Regions from separate parts of the Mus musculus genome. Here region 1 is linked to region 2. Evidence: chromatin contacts called from public promoter capture Hi-C data. All regions are on one chromosome and are shown on one strand. The core of a region is the stretch at or near the end of the contact, and the rest is flanking DNA. Distances in the headings are between cores, read along the strand shown.

Evidence for each region. Promoter capture Hi-C pulls out the DNA fragments that hold promoters and counts their contacts.
Region 1: a promoter capture Hi-C map of liver shows a contact between it and region 2, with 2.9 times the contacts expected there. The contact joins the promoter of 4933432I09Rik here to the promoter of Thap7 in region 2.

Annotation. Positions count from the first base shown.
Region 1 is chr16:18,212,473-18,219,512 of GRCm38.p6, forward strand. It overlaps 4933432I09Rik (RIKEN cDNA 4933432I09 gene), which reads right to left and starts at 1,391. Exons shown (of 3, transcript NR_015575.1): 1 at 1,365-1,391. It overlaps Ccdc188 (coiled-coil domain containing 188), which reads left to right and starts at 5,407. Exons shown (of 9, transcript NM_001370887.1): 1 at 5,407-6,018; 2 at 6,155-6,262; 3 at 6,362-6,463; 4 at 6,541-6,597; 5 at 6,683-6,742; 6 at 6,845-6,909. The coding sequence starts at 5,491.
Region 2 is chr16:17,528,442-17,535,391 of GRCm38.p6, forward strand. Thap7 (THAP domain containing 7) reads right to left here and starts at 2,611. Exons shown (of 5, transcript NM_026909.2): 1 at 2,584-2,611; 2 at 2,337-2,416; 3 at 1,789-1,944; 4 at 494-634; 5 at 1-299. The coding sequence starts at 2,416.

The DNA.
Region 1 (7,040 bases), core at 141-2,640, 680 kb after region 2:
CCGACATCCTGAAATGATGGCTGTCTACTGGGACTGTGTCTTTCACAAGGGTTGTCTTTAGCACTCTTACTGTCTTTCTGACTGTTAAAGTTAAAAATACGAGTGGCCAAGAGCACTGACCGCTCTTCCAGAGGCCATGACTTCAAATCCCAGCAACCACACAGTGGCTCACAACCATCTCCAATGGGATCCAGTGCCCTCTTCTGGTGTGTCTAAAGACAGCTACAGTGTACTCACATAAAATAGATAAATCATTTTTTAAAAAAAATATGAGCAGTGGCTTCCAGAGAGTGACCACAGAAGAGAGGAGCAAACAGCCTGTCACCACATACATTCTAGGAGCAGAAAGTCCATGTCCAGTACTGAGCGCCCCATGGGTGTGCCTTTCCTCCAAGAGCTTCAACCTCTGGAGCTGGGAATTCCTAGAAGACCTCAAGGACCCAGCCCACCTAGTGCCCTCTTTGTGGGGATAAGACATGGAGACAGGATTTTACTGTGCATCCTAGGTTGGCCTCAAACTCATGGCAATCCTCCTGCTCTAGCCTTACAAAATCCTGATACACACAAGCATGAAGTAGCATGCCTAGCTCTGAGACCTTCTTTTGCCCACACCATGGTCTCAGGACCCTGCTTGCTCTGCACTCCCCACTCCCTGCAGACTGGAGAAGGCCGAGAAGGTCACACAGCTCTCAGAAACTCATGTCTACTTTGCCAGGAACAGAGAGGCCTAGCAGCCCCTACCTTCTGGCCCTGGGGTGACTTCATCACACAGACCACTTCATCCCTCATCTGCCCCTCTGCCACCTGGAAGGTCACAGGCTGTGACTCAGAGCCAAGTGTCATCTTGCCTCTCTAACAGAGCAAAGGAGAGTTCATGCCTAGGCCATACCCTAGGTCCTGGGTAGGAGATGAAAGGACTGGGCAGAGTCCTGGATGACAGGGTAATAATCCCAAGGCCACTCCAGGAATGCCTGTGAAACCCCAGACACATTCATCCAGGTTCTGTAGGATCCTCTAGTCCTACGCAGGGTGCTTTGGGGCTGCAAGTGGAGAACAGACTAGGTGGGTAAGGGCCAGAAGCCCAGGTTAAAAATACAGAAATGAGAATCTCTCATGGGTGTGGCTGGCTCTATGACTCTGAGTTCTACTCAGGCCCTGTAATGAGCATGGGTCATTGAGTGTCAAGGCCATAGTAAGGAGAGTAGAATCTGCCCATTTAGCCCCTGACTTCATCTCAGGCCAGCTGTAGGCAAGCGGCTCTGGATAACATAGCCTGTCCTCTCTCCTCTCCTCAGCATCCCCTAGGCACCAGCCGGGCTGGGGGGAAGGGTGGTGTGAGTGTGTCTGGATAGCTAGCCCCTTACCACCACTTCAGGCTCCTCAAGGCCATCTGGGTGTCATGGCAACATGGGCAGGAAGCGGCTGCCATGGCAACTGGTGTCCAGGGAAATGCGCTGCCTAGCAACAGGGGCTAGGGCCACTCTAGCTCCTCACAGCACACTCTAGTGTCCCACACTCTCTGTGTGTCTTCGAGTCTGCATCATCCTAGCACTCCCACCCAGTGCAGCCTCGGGGCTCCACACAGACCCTCACCCAACCCAACACACCAATCTGTAGGGTATTTAACATGCTAGCACAGCTCATGCTCATGCGGAACCAGCTACACGGCAGACCTGGGGCTCTTCTCTCCTACTAGACTCCCTCACCTCTCAGGACTCTCTGGAGATCAAGAGCATACAAGGACCGTGGAAAAGGGGGAGGCGTCTTCGGGGCTGTCTGAAAGAAACCAGCCTTCCAGATAGGGCACAGCCCAACAAAGGTAAGGTGATCAGAGAACATTGGGTTTCGGGTTAAGGTAGGCACCTAAGGTCTCAGAACATATGAGCACCTGAAGTGCCCTCAGTCCTTCCACGGCTGCTCAGTAACTGTAGCCCACGCTGAGCACTTGGAGCTGTGACCTGAGGATCCTAGCCTGCAGCCTTTGTGTGGTACTAACAGGACAGCATCCTGAGTATCTACTGGGCCCTTACCAAGTCTGGAGACTCAGAATATAGAACAAAGACACCACGACCACCACTGTCAGCTACTCAGGGCCTTTGCTGAAGCCACCCCATTCCAAAGCCATCCAAGGGCCTTCCTGGGCTCCCACCTCTGAGATCATCATATCCTGGTAACCATGAAACCCCAGAAAGAAACCAACAGGCAGAGGGCTTAGAAGCCCCTCCAGGGACCAGAGTGGGCAGCTTCTGAGTGCCGTAGGGCATGCTGGGGCAATTCCAGGCCTCTCCTCTAGTGTGACTGCCAGCCTCAGTCTGTACTGAGTGTAGAGATGCATCCCATACTGGAAAAATGCAGGACTCCAGCTTGTGTGCCAGCTGGGCCCCACCGGAGCTCTCATTGTAGCGCACACCAGCTCCTCCGCCACAGGTTTCAGTGGCCCCTGATGGGTATTCATTCCAGGTCTGCAAGACAACAGGAGACCGGCCGTTAGTCTGTAAGGGACTTCAGCAAACTGAAAGCGGGACTCAGCTAACTCGGGATACAAGTGGCTGGGAAGCAGGAACTGGCTGCAGACAAGCTTGGACTCCAGTACTGATTATGGCAGCTGTCAACAGAATTCCTTGGCAAACTCCCTAGGTCTCATCATTCCAGATACCAGAGCTGGAGCAGTGATATGCATGGCAAGAGGCCCTCCTGCTTCAACCTGGACCTCCCTATGGTTTAACAGAAAAAAAAAATACCTTTTAGCTTTCTGAACTCCTTCATAAACAGAGATAGAAAAAAAAAAACCCCAAACAGGTTTTTATTTGAAGAGTATCTGCTGGGAAGTGATCAAGAATAAAGGAAAACAGAACCAAAGAACCATAAGGGGAAAAGAAAAAGTCGTCATCAAAAGGTCTTGTCCTTCTCCAAAACCGCTGCATCCTAAAAAAAAAAAAAGAACAGGGTACCTTGAAAAGGAAGAGGCACTGAGGGGCTCACAGTGACCTCCAGCGATGAAAAAGTATGACCAGTGAGATTCAAACTTGTCAAAAAAAAATCCTCATGTGTTACATAATCCTTTGGTCAATTATAGGCAATATGTGCTCCCATAAGAATCATAAGAATGCATAATAGGACGGAGGGGCAGGAGAAGGGGAGCTGTGATGGGGTGTAAAGTAAGTGACTTAATTTTAAAACATCAGTATTCCTCAGACAGACAGACAATATTTAATACCAAGGATGGAAGAATAATTCAGCGGTAGATGCCTGCTTATCATGTGCAAAGCCCTGGGTGTCATGCTCATCACTGCTAAGAAAATGTCACATCAACTACTTATGCTGTTGGCATCATGATATAACATATCCCTCACCGTTGTGCTGGGAGGGCAAGAGTACACCACTGCATGGTCAGTGGAAGACAGTGCGGAGCACGCATACAGAGCCCAGTACTGCAACATGGCAATAAATGCCTGTGCTGACTGCTACCGCACTTATGATAGGACACTTTCATTTAGTTTAGTGTGTTCTTTGTGTTTGTGTTTTTAAAGGGCTTTACTGTAGAATGAATGCAGCTGGGGTAAGCTGTAGCCGCTCTCTGGCCTCTTGTGCTTTGTGCCTCTCCCCAGCACACTACCTTGCTCTTCCTCAGTCTCACACTGTCCCACTCAGCAGCCAAGGAGCAGCGGGTTCTTCCCACCCAAGCTCCACATGACCCAACTGTGTAGGATACAGTGCCATCTAGGCTTACACACGTGTGCTTTAGAATGCCAAATTCTTCAGAATGCACCCCATCATTAAATGGCACAAGGCTGTGTATAAAGTGAGAGAGGACGGCTAAGACAGCTCAGCCGAACGCTTGCCAGTGAAGCCTGAGGACCTGAGACTGATCCTGGAAGTTCTGTAGAAAGCCAGGGGTAATGGCTCACAGTCTGTCCTAGTGCAGATCTGGTTGGGGTTGGCTAGCCAGCTACCCTCCTTTAATCCGAGTACCCCAGGTCCCAGTGAGAGACACTGTCTCAAACAAAACAACAAAACACATCTGACAGTCTCTTCTAGCTCAATGGACACAAGGCATGCAAGCAGGCAAAACACACATACACATAGAATAAATTATTTGTTTTAAAGTAAGAGAGAGCTGGGACTTAAAGGAATTGACATACAAATATCCAAGCCAAATAGAAGAAACCCAGAGTTTCAAACAAATGGGGAAAGCAGAAGAGATTTCATTAGTGAAATATTGTACCCCCAAAATGGAACATTGATGGGGTGCAGAGATAGCTTAGCAGTTAAAAGCAGTTGCTGCTCTTGCAGAAGACAAGAGTCTGGTTCCCAGTATCCATGGCAGGTGATGCACAACCACCTGTAACTGCAGTTTCATGGGATCCAGTGCTGTCTTCTGGGTCCTATGTGCATCTGCACACGTGTACATACACGGGGGGGGGGAGGGAGGGAGGGAGAGAGAGATAGGAATAAATAGCAATTAAAAATAGAAAACGGGCTGGTGAGATGGCTCAGTGGGTAAAAGCACCCGACTGTTCTTCCAAAGGTCTAGAGTTCAAATCCCAGCAACCACATGGTGGCTCACAACCATCTGTAACAAGATCTGACGCCCTCTTCTGGAGTGTCTGAAGACAGCTACAGTGTACTTACATATAATAAATAAATAAATCTTTAAAAAAAAATAAAATAAAAATAGAAAACAAAACAGCTAGGGAGAAGCTCAGGGATGAGATGTTTACCTTGTACGCAAAAGACCCTAGATTGCACTGCGAACAAATAAAGCATGCAACTTGGCCCCGGAGCACCCAGAACTATGGGCAGCAAGACATGCATCAGCATGGACCTCTAGAGTCAAAGAGGATGTTCAAGCTCATTGGAGTGGCAGCAGAGAACAACCTCAGACTGACATTCCAAACCAAGTCAGAGTAAGACGGCTGTAGCCCCATGTGTCCTGTTAGCTGTCCCAACTCTTAGACATGAGCACCGTTATGGTTTAACCCTCTTGAGCATGGCTCAGAAGCAGCTCATTGGCAACTTCACTGGTCCTGAGGGCATAATCAAAGGGGTGAAGTCTCAATGATCTTGGCCGGACACTTTTACTCTGCTAGATCCTCACAGGGACACAGAGGGCCTTGAACCTGGAGTCCGAATAGCTGCCATTTTGCCACACATGATTTCTCCCAGGGCTCGGCTTTTTCCAGAGCCAGCCTTCTGAGAATGAATAGGCACCATGAACATTCCTACACACAGAGAGGGAAAAAAGACATAGTGGCAGAGATTTCGGGGCCAGTGAGAACTGGGCAGAGGCAGGAGTGGCCCACTCTCCTCCCTCCAGGCCCTGCCTCAGCCCCAGCCCATTGTGACCTCCCTGACTGTACCCAGGCCTTTGTGACTGTCACCCTGGGTAGACTTGTGAGCCAGAGTGACATCCAAAGTGCCCTCAAAGAGAGTGGCAGGTTAGCCAGGCCAGAGCCTGGACCTGAGGTCAGGAACGGGTCACAGGGACTAATGGAGGGGCCAAAACCCCTGGGACCCTGTGGACACTCTCACCCCCAGCGTCCTCTGGCCCCAGTTTCAAGCAGCCATGGAGGATACCTGGATCAGCCCTGTCAGGGATTTGTAAGGTGTCCCTGTCTGGTCCCCCTTCAGTCCACTCAGTCATTAGAGTCTTCCAGACCTTTCCCAGCTCCAGGGACAGGGAGTGGGAGACCCAGAGTGGGAGGAGAAGCCCCTGGGATGTTTCTGTCAAGCGAAGGAGAGATCCCACGACGGAGAGCTCGAGAGCCAGCAGGGGCCAGACAAGAAGGGGAGGCTGAGGCAGAGTGGGGCTGGCCCCTACATCCAGGGCATGAGCAGGGGCCACCTAGGCAGACAGGATCCCCCACCTCAGGACCCAGGCCCTGCCCATGCCCAACACTACCTCCTAGAGGAAAGGCCACAGCTTCATCTAGACCAGCTCCCACACAGCTTCAGGGCAGGACACTGGGGTCTGCAGAACAATCCTTTCTGCAGCTGGAGCAGGAGAACCAGAGTCTGGTGAGTGCAGTCCATAGGCCACTAGGCACTAGCTGCTCCTCAGAGCCCCTGTCCTAGCCCACCTGCTTCAGCTTCCTGCCTGAGAAGCAACCAGGACAGGTGACCCCTCCCCCACTTCCCTGCTCCCCTCCCCCAGAAAAGGCAGAACCAGGACCTTCGGGAGCAACTGGGGGCCCTCCTGGGGCCAGGGCAGCAGTTCCTACCTCTATGTTCCGAGCACTCAAGCTGTACAGCCCTGGCCTGGGTAAGCGGGAGCACGCACGGACCCATGCAGTCCCGGACCCATTCAGCAGCACCTCCAGCTGTCCACAGCCTTGGGAATGACCCAGGGGCTTTCCCACAGTCTCCCGAGTCAGCCACCTGGCCCCTGGAAGACAGGGCACCTGTGCAGCTGCTGCGGCAGGAGCTCTGCCCAGGGAAAGAGTACTTTGTGCGGCAGTCCCAGGTGGGCCCTGGGGAGAGGGGCTTGGTCTGGGGAGCAGGGAGCAGGTTCCTGTGCCCACACACCTCCTCCCCACCTAGAGTGAGCTGCAACAGATCCGATTGTCCTTTGAGAGGAAGAAGATGGCCATTACTGAGGTGCCTGCTTGGCCCGTGGTGGGAGGGAGCCCCTGTTATGTCCTGTTCCTTGGGTATGATGCAGGCCCCAATTCCCTTCTCTCAGGTGTGGGATGGTGTGGCCGAAGTACACATGGCTCTGAACAACCAAGCCACCGGGCTCCTGGTAGGTCGTCAGAGGACCATGGTAGGGATGATGGCCATGAGGGCCAGTGGATGTGGCCCAGTGATGGGCCGGAGGACTGGCTTCACTTCCTCTGCCTCTCAGAACCTCAAGAAGGACATCCGGGGTGTGTTAGAGCAGATGGAAGACATTCAGCTGGAGATACTGGGGTGATGCGGGGACCCCGGGCTGAGCCAGGTTGGGATGGGGTGGACCCTTCTCTGATCTTCAGTCCCTCAGAAGGGGTGGTGCCAGGCTGGAGGCAAGGGCTGCACGGTCCTGAAGCTATGTGCTTCCCCAG
Region 2 (6,950 bases), core at 1,361-3,860:
TGTAGGCTCCAGCAGGAGGTGGCAGCCGTAACATGTATGCAGATGGGGAGGCAGGCTGTGGCTCAAGAGGGGAGGGGTGCTGCTCTGGTGAGGGCTGTGTGCTACAGCCCGCTTCATCCGCCTGAGCACCTAGAGGGCCCAGGAGATCTGAGAAGGGGCTGTTAAGGCCAGGGTCCAGCCTCACAGCTGGGGATGCGGGCAGAGTGGCAGGTGCTGAGGCTTCTTCCACAGGGAAGCAGATGATATCGGCACGAGGAGGTGGAGAAAAGGGAGTTGTGGGTCCTTGTCTTTCGGAGCAGCTGGAGGGGAAACAGAAAGAAACTAAGGCATGCCAGGCTCCTCTCATTAGCCCATTTAGTCTCCCTAACATCTGAGCCCCCTTTACTGGGTCTAGATAGCAAAATAGTTCAGTGAAGATGCTGGCATTCACCCTAGGTCCAGCCCCTCAGCCCTGGGGTGAGGGTGGGGCATCCCCCGGTCCTGCAGCACATACCGCTTCCTGCATCGCCGGAGCCGGCTGACGTCAGGCAGGCCAGGTGGATAACCATGCCCCTTGGTCTTGGCTGTTCGACGCAACTTGGAGAAAGACTCAAATATGGTGGGGACTGCCCCCTCCTTCAGCCTGTGATACCCACTGTGGGGAAAAGCAGCCCAGATGAGCTGGAGAAAAGAACGCTGCCACGTCCCCTGATTCCCCACATAAGGCCCTGCAGAGGCGTAGGACCTCTAGGGATGAGAAAGGCCCCAAGGCACACTGCCAGTAGCAATCTCAAGAATGCCACGTGTGGTAAAATCAAACTCATCTTCCCTGTGAATGAGCTTCCCGGGTTAAGGTGAATGGAGAACCCACCAGCAGGGATAGGTGGACGGCTGGAAGAACTAGGTGCTAACCATCCTATGAAAAAGCTGTTTTTCTTTTGCATGGAGCGGCTAACCTCAGGTGACTTCCTTAATCATTCTCTACCTTTGTTTTTAAAGATTTTTTTCCTTAAAAACCTTTTTTATTTTTATGTGTATAAGTGTTTGCCTATGACTGTTCACCGAATGCGTGCCTAGTACCTACAGAGGTTAGAAAAGGATAAAGGATCACTTGGAACTGGAGTGAGCCAGTTCCAGTTCCAGACTGCTATAAGCCATTATGTGGGTGGTGGGAAATGAACACAGGTCTTCTGGAAGAACAGCCAGTGAGTGCTCGTAACCTCTGAGCCAGCTCTACTGATGTGTATGAATATTTTGCCTGCATGTACATATGTGTACCCGTGCCCTCAGAGGTAGATTGAACCCCAGTCCTCTGTAATGCTCTAAAATGGTTAAGCCATCTCTCCAGCCCTTCCACCTTATTTTTTTAAAGACAAGTTTCTCAACTCAACACAGGGCTCAACAACTCATCTAGACTAGCTTTTCCATAAGTCCTTGGGATCCCCTTTTTGTTTTGTCTTCTCCAGGACTGGGATTAAAGGAACAAGCAATCACATGTGGCTTTTTATTTGGGTCCTTGAATCTGAAATCAGGTCCTAATGCTTGCATACCACGTCTTTAGCAAAGGGGGCTATTTCCCCAGCCTGGAAAGCCTGATTTTCTCTAATGTCACTGGCACAGTGATCCTGGGATCATGCTTTAACTGTACAAAACTGGAAAGAGGCTTGGCACGCTTGACAACTGGTCTGCTTGTCTCTGAGCATGCCAGCGGATGTGCATGGACTCCACCAGGGCAAAGAGCTGCCTCGTTTGACCCACTGCTCTGATGCCTCACAACCTGTCCTGGTGTTAGCTGGCAGAAAGACCCACCTGATTCCCACCAGCTCAAAGCAGTTTTCCTCGAAGTGTTTGGAGCAGAAGTAGATGTACTCAGAGGTCGGATCCCACAGGCCCTGGCCGCTGGGGTCCAGCCGCTGACAGTTGGCCAGCCACAAGCCGCGCCTGGGGTTGTCTTTCTTGGGAAGTCTGCAGAGCCACAAAACCGTGAGCACCAGACTGTCTACAGTCCTGCGTTCAGGATGCCCAAGCTCCCCAAGCAAGAATGGCAGACCTCCCCGCGACCCTTTCAGATTACCACCCGCTGGGGGAAAGGAGAAACTGAGAACGAGAGAAAGAAAGGGGCCGGCTCAGCATCATCTAGCAGGAATGAGTCGGAGCTGTAAATCCAAGCCAGGTAAGCGTCCAGTCCTTTTTCCGGCTGGACTCGAGACTATGCGCCCTTCCCTGTCACCCTCCCGCTCACAAGTTCAAGCCTCACATCGACCTCGGGAAAGCGCCGTCTCCTGCGAGGCCTAAGGTGCGGCAACACCGGCGCCTGCGCTATGAGCCCTCGCGTGCCACTACGCACGCGCGCTGACCTGTGGAAGGAGATGCCGCGGTTGCGAGTCTCGCGCGTATCCCGTGTGCAGCAGCCGGCGGCGGAGCAGTGTCGCGGCATCTGGGGAAGGGGCGGGATCTGGGTGGTGGGCGGCAGTCGGGGGAGGACTGTCTTCACGCCCAACTGTCACTCCCTCCAGAGGGCCCGAGCCGGTCGGCTCCCCGAGGCCCGACCCCGTACCAGTCTTGTCCTAGCTCGTTCTATAGACTCCCGTCAGCGGTACTCACGGTCTTGCCATTGCTGCGCCGCCAAAATCTCGCGATGGGTGGATCGACGCGGAAGTTGGGAGCAGAGATACTCCGTCGCCCGTGGCGCGGGCCCCCAAGGGGCGGGACCGGAAGAGATCCTGGCGGGGCGGGCCACCGGATGTTGGGAGTGAGGGATGGCGATCGTCGCTCCCGAGTTGAGGTTTCTGCATCTGTAGTTTCGGGTCCCTGTTTTGTTTGAGCGTCTGTCGTTTGGACGAAGCAGCTGGGTGTGGTCTGTACTGCTCCCTGAACAACGTACGCGCACACTCTGGTTGAAAAAGATCCACCACCAAGAAAAACCTGGGCTCTTTACTGAAAGAACTCGGCCACGGACTGGTGGCTCAGCACTTGCTACCAACCCTGAAGATTGAATTTGATCCCCAGGACGCAACCTGCTGGAAGGAGAGAACCAACGTCCAGTAATTGTCCTTTGATCCCCATATACATGCACAAAATAAAATGTTAACGACACATTTAGAACATTTTCTTTTAATGGCCTTGTAAAGGCCTGGGTGAAGATAGTGACCTTATGGGAGGCCGTCCCAATATACTAAGTAGCAACTGTCCAGTTATCGGAATGTTCATTTTTCAAACCCTGAGACGCTAGCCGGTGTGTTCCGAGAGCACGGTTTCCCCAGTGATGCTTTGAAGGGGGATTTCTCTGACCACAGGATCAGGCGTTTTACATTCTAGGCTCACTTTTGTAGCAGGAACAAAGTCAGAAATGGGTTCCTTGGGTTTCTGCTGGGGGAAGAGAGGTGAACAATTACAATCTTGGGATGCAGAAGGGGAGGTTATGGGACTCCAGGCCTGAAGGGCACAAAGGCATACTTGATCTAAGTACCGGCGAGGTTGGGTAGCCTGTTATGCTCCTGTAGAGGAGTTGTCTTGGCTGAAAAGGTCATCGAAGCCCCTATTTAGTTGGTTTTGATTTTTCCTGATCTGTTGGAGGCATTCATCCCTATATAAAGCCTCCCATTGAAGGAATAGGGGGCAAGAAGGACCAACCGATGTGCTGGCTCAGTAGTGTACTTAGAGCTGCACAAGACTCAGAAGAATGGATTTGGCCCAGGGTGCATGAGTACCATCCTCCTTTTGATTGTCTAACCTCTTTTAATTCATTGGCCCAGTAGGGATACCAGTGTAGGGGCAGAGAGTAAGTGAGTTGAAAACATGGAAAACCCAGGTGTTACTTTATTTGTGCTGAAGTTTGGACGAATCTCTAATTTCACATAGTTGGTGGGTGTGGGAGGTAGAAGACAAAGAGCCTTCAAGAGTTCTATGAGTGTTCTTAGGGTGTGAGGGAGGCAGGAGGGGGCATAAGGCATCAGTGGGGCATAAAGAGGGTGTGTGTGGATGTGGCAGGTCATTTTCTAATATACTCAATGGCCTGTTCAAGGGCAGTGAGCTCCACCTAGGGGCAGTCTTCAGGGCGCTCCTCCACAAGATGTGGCCAGACAATAGACTTCACCTAGGTTAGAAGACTCCACCCTAGGTGGGCTAGGCAACTGTGGTAAAACAAGGTCTGATTCAGCCTGTTCAAGGCTAGCCCCGACCAAAAGAAGTTGCCCCTTCACCGTAGTCAGTCCCTTGCGATGCCTCAAATTGAAGGTAAAGGAAGAAGGAAGAACCAGCTGAGGATCCTCAGGTTGGGATGCTGATGTCCCTCAGAAGGAAATCCTTGCCATCTTCCGAGCATCCCTGTTTGAGCCCCAGATGTGGGTCCTTTGCTCCCGACTGGGCGTTGATCACTGGTGGTCTCAGGATGCAGAGGAGCTGGGGAGCAGGGTCTCAGGCAGTGGTGAGTATTTTATTGAAATAGTGGGGCTAACTGACGTAGCTCAAGTCAGAGGGAGGAGAGGTAAGTGTTGCAGCGGGGGCAGGGACCTTCCAAGTGTATTAGATTAGCAGACCACAGTCTGTCGGGGTAATCTTTTTTTTCCCACAGTGTAAAGGTTGTCTTTGTACTATTCAAATGTTGATTTCTGTACCGGTGACGAGTTGAGTGCTGGCTGGACTTTGGTATTGGTTATTTTTATGGATCATCACCTGCTTCAGTATTTTGTAAACATACACCTCCCTCACCTTTTGATTGGTTTAACAAAGATCTGACGGCCAGTAGCTGAGGCAGGAGAGGAGAGGCGGGACTTCTGGGCAGAGATGGACTCTGTTGGAAGAATCAAGTTGACACGGAGTCGCTCGGACTTAGTGAGTGAGAAAAAGGTAATAGGCCACGTTACAGACATGGATTTATTAAATTCATCAAGCTACACACCAGCCAGAATGGCTAAAATAAAAAATTCAGGTGACAGCAGATGCTGGCGAGGATGTGGAGAAAGAGGAACACTTCTCCATTGCTGGTGGGATTGCAAGCTTGTACAATCACTCTGGAAGTCAGTCTGGCGGTTCCTCAGGAAATTGGACATTATACTACCAGAAGATCCAGCAATACCTCTCCTGGGCATATACCCAGAAGATGTTCCAACTGGTAATAAGGACACATGCTCCACTATGTTCATAGCAGCCTTATTTATAATAGCCAGAAGCTGGAAAGAACCCAGATGTCCCTCAACAGAGGAATGGATACAGAAAACGTGGTACATTTGCACAATGGAGTACTACTCAGCTATTAAAAACAATGAATTTATGAAACTCTTGGGCAAATGGATGTATCTGGAGGATATCATCCTTAGTGAGGTAACCCAATCACAAAAGAAGTCACTAGATATGCACTCACTGATAAGTGGATATTAGCCCAGAAACTTAGAATACCCAAGATACAATTTGCAAAACACAAGAAAATCAAGAAGAAGGAAGACCAAAGTGTGGATACTTCATACCTCCTTAGAATAGGGAACAAAATACCCATGAAAGGAGTTACAGAGACAAAGTTTGGAGCTAAGACGAAAGGATGGATCATCCAGAGACTACCCTACCCGGAGAACCATCCCATAATCAGCCACCAAACCCAGACACTATTGCATATGCCAGCAAGATTTTGCTGAAGGGACCCTGATATAGCTGTCTCGTGTGAGGCTATGCCAGTGCCTGGCAAACACAGAAGTGGATGCTCACAGTCAGCTATTGAATGGAACACAGGGCCCCCTATGGAGGAGCTAGAGAAGATACCCAAGGAGCTGAAGGGGTCTGCAACCTTATAGGTGGAACAACAATATGAACTAACCAGTACCCCCAGAGCTCGTGTCTCTAGCTGCATATGTAGCAGAAGATGGCCTAGTCGGCCATCATTGGGAAGAGAGGCCCCTTGGTCTTGCAAACTTTATATGCCCCAGTACAGGGAAACTCCAGGGCCAAGAAGTGGGAGTGGGTGGGTAGGGGAGCAGGGCAGGGGGAGGGTATAGGGAACTTTCAGGATAGCATTTGAAATGTAAATAAGCAAAATACCCAATAAAATTTAAAAAAATAAATAATTTCATCAAACTAGCCTGGGAGGTAGCCCGCTATCATGCCTAAGCTTTTATAACTAATAGGCCCAAGCCTGATTTGGGTAGGGAGCGGGCCCCATTCCTGCTGTGCTCTCAGAGAGATGTCACAAGTATGGTGAAGCCTCTCTCTCTCTCTCTCTCTCTCTCTCTCTGTGTGTGTGTGTGTGTGTGTGTGTGTGTTTCGAAAGAGGGTTTCTCTGTGTAGCCCTGGATGTCCTGGAACTCACTCTGTAGACCAGGCTGGCCTTAAACTCACAGATCTGCCTGCCTCTGCCTCTGGGATTAAATGCCTGTGATACCATGCCCAGCTACATTATGGTCTCTTTAAGCTCACCTTTATAAGGTTTTATTGTTGGCTACTCATGCCAATTTCAGCATCAGGGAAGGTTTTCGCTGCCATGGACTCTCTTTATAAACTTTGTAAACCCTTGCTGCACCAGAGTGGCCAGGCCTGAGGCGCTCCAGCAGCCAGACTCTACAAGAAAAAAAAATTGCACCAATTCCTGAGCTTGTTTAAAACATTAGGCTACATAATTCTTCCAATCTCAGGCCCCACTGGAAAGCTCTATAACGCCCCCCCCCCGGAAAAAGCCTGCTTTCTGCCCAGTTCTTTGCTGCTTCTTACCTGAGCAGAGACAGCCACCCTCCTGGGTTTTTCCCTCCCAATAAATGTCTTTTGTGAGGCTTGTCATACAGTGTGACTTTGTGACATTCCTTGGCTCCTAACTGACAGGATACCTCTCAGAGCAGAGCTGTAACACTTTCCCCCACTCATGCAGAACTTCTCTAGGGGAAGCCTTTCCCTTCCGAGCTACAGCACTTACATTTATAACAGGACCCTCCTGTTTCACATCCTGATACATACCTGCAGCGGCATGGCTACCCTATAAATAGGCCCTC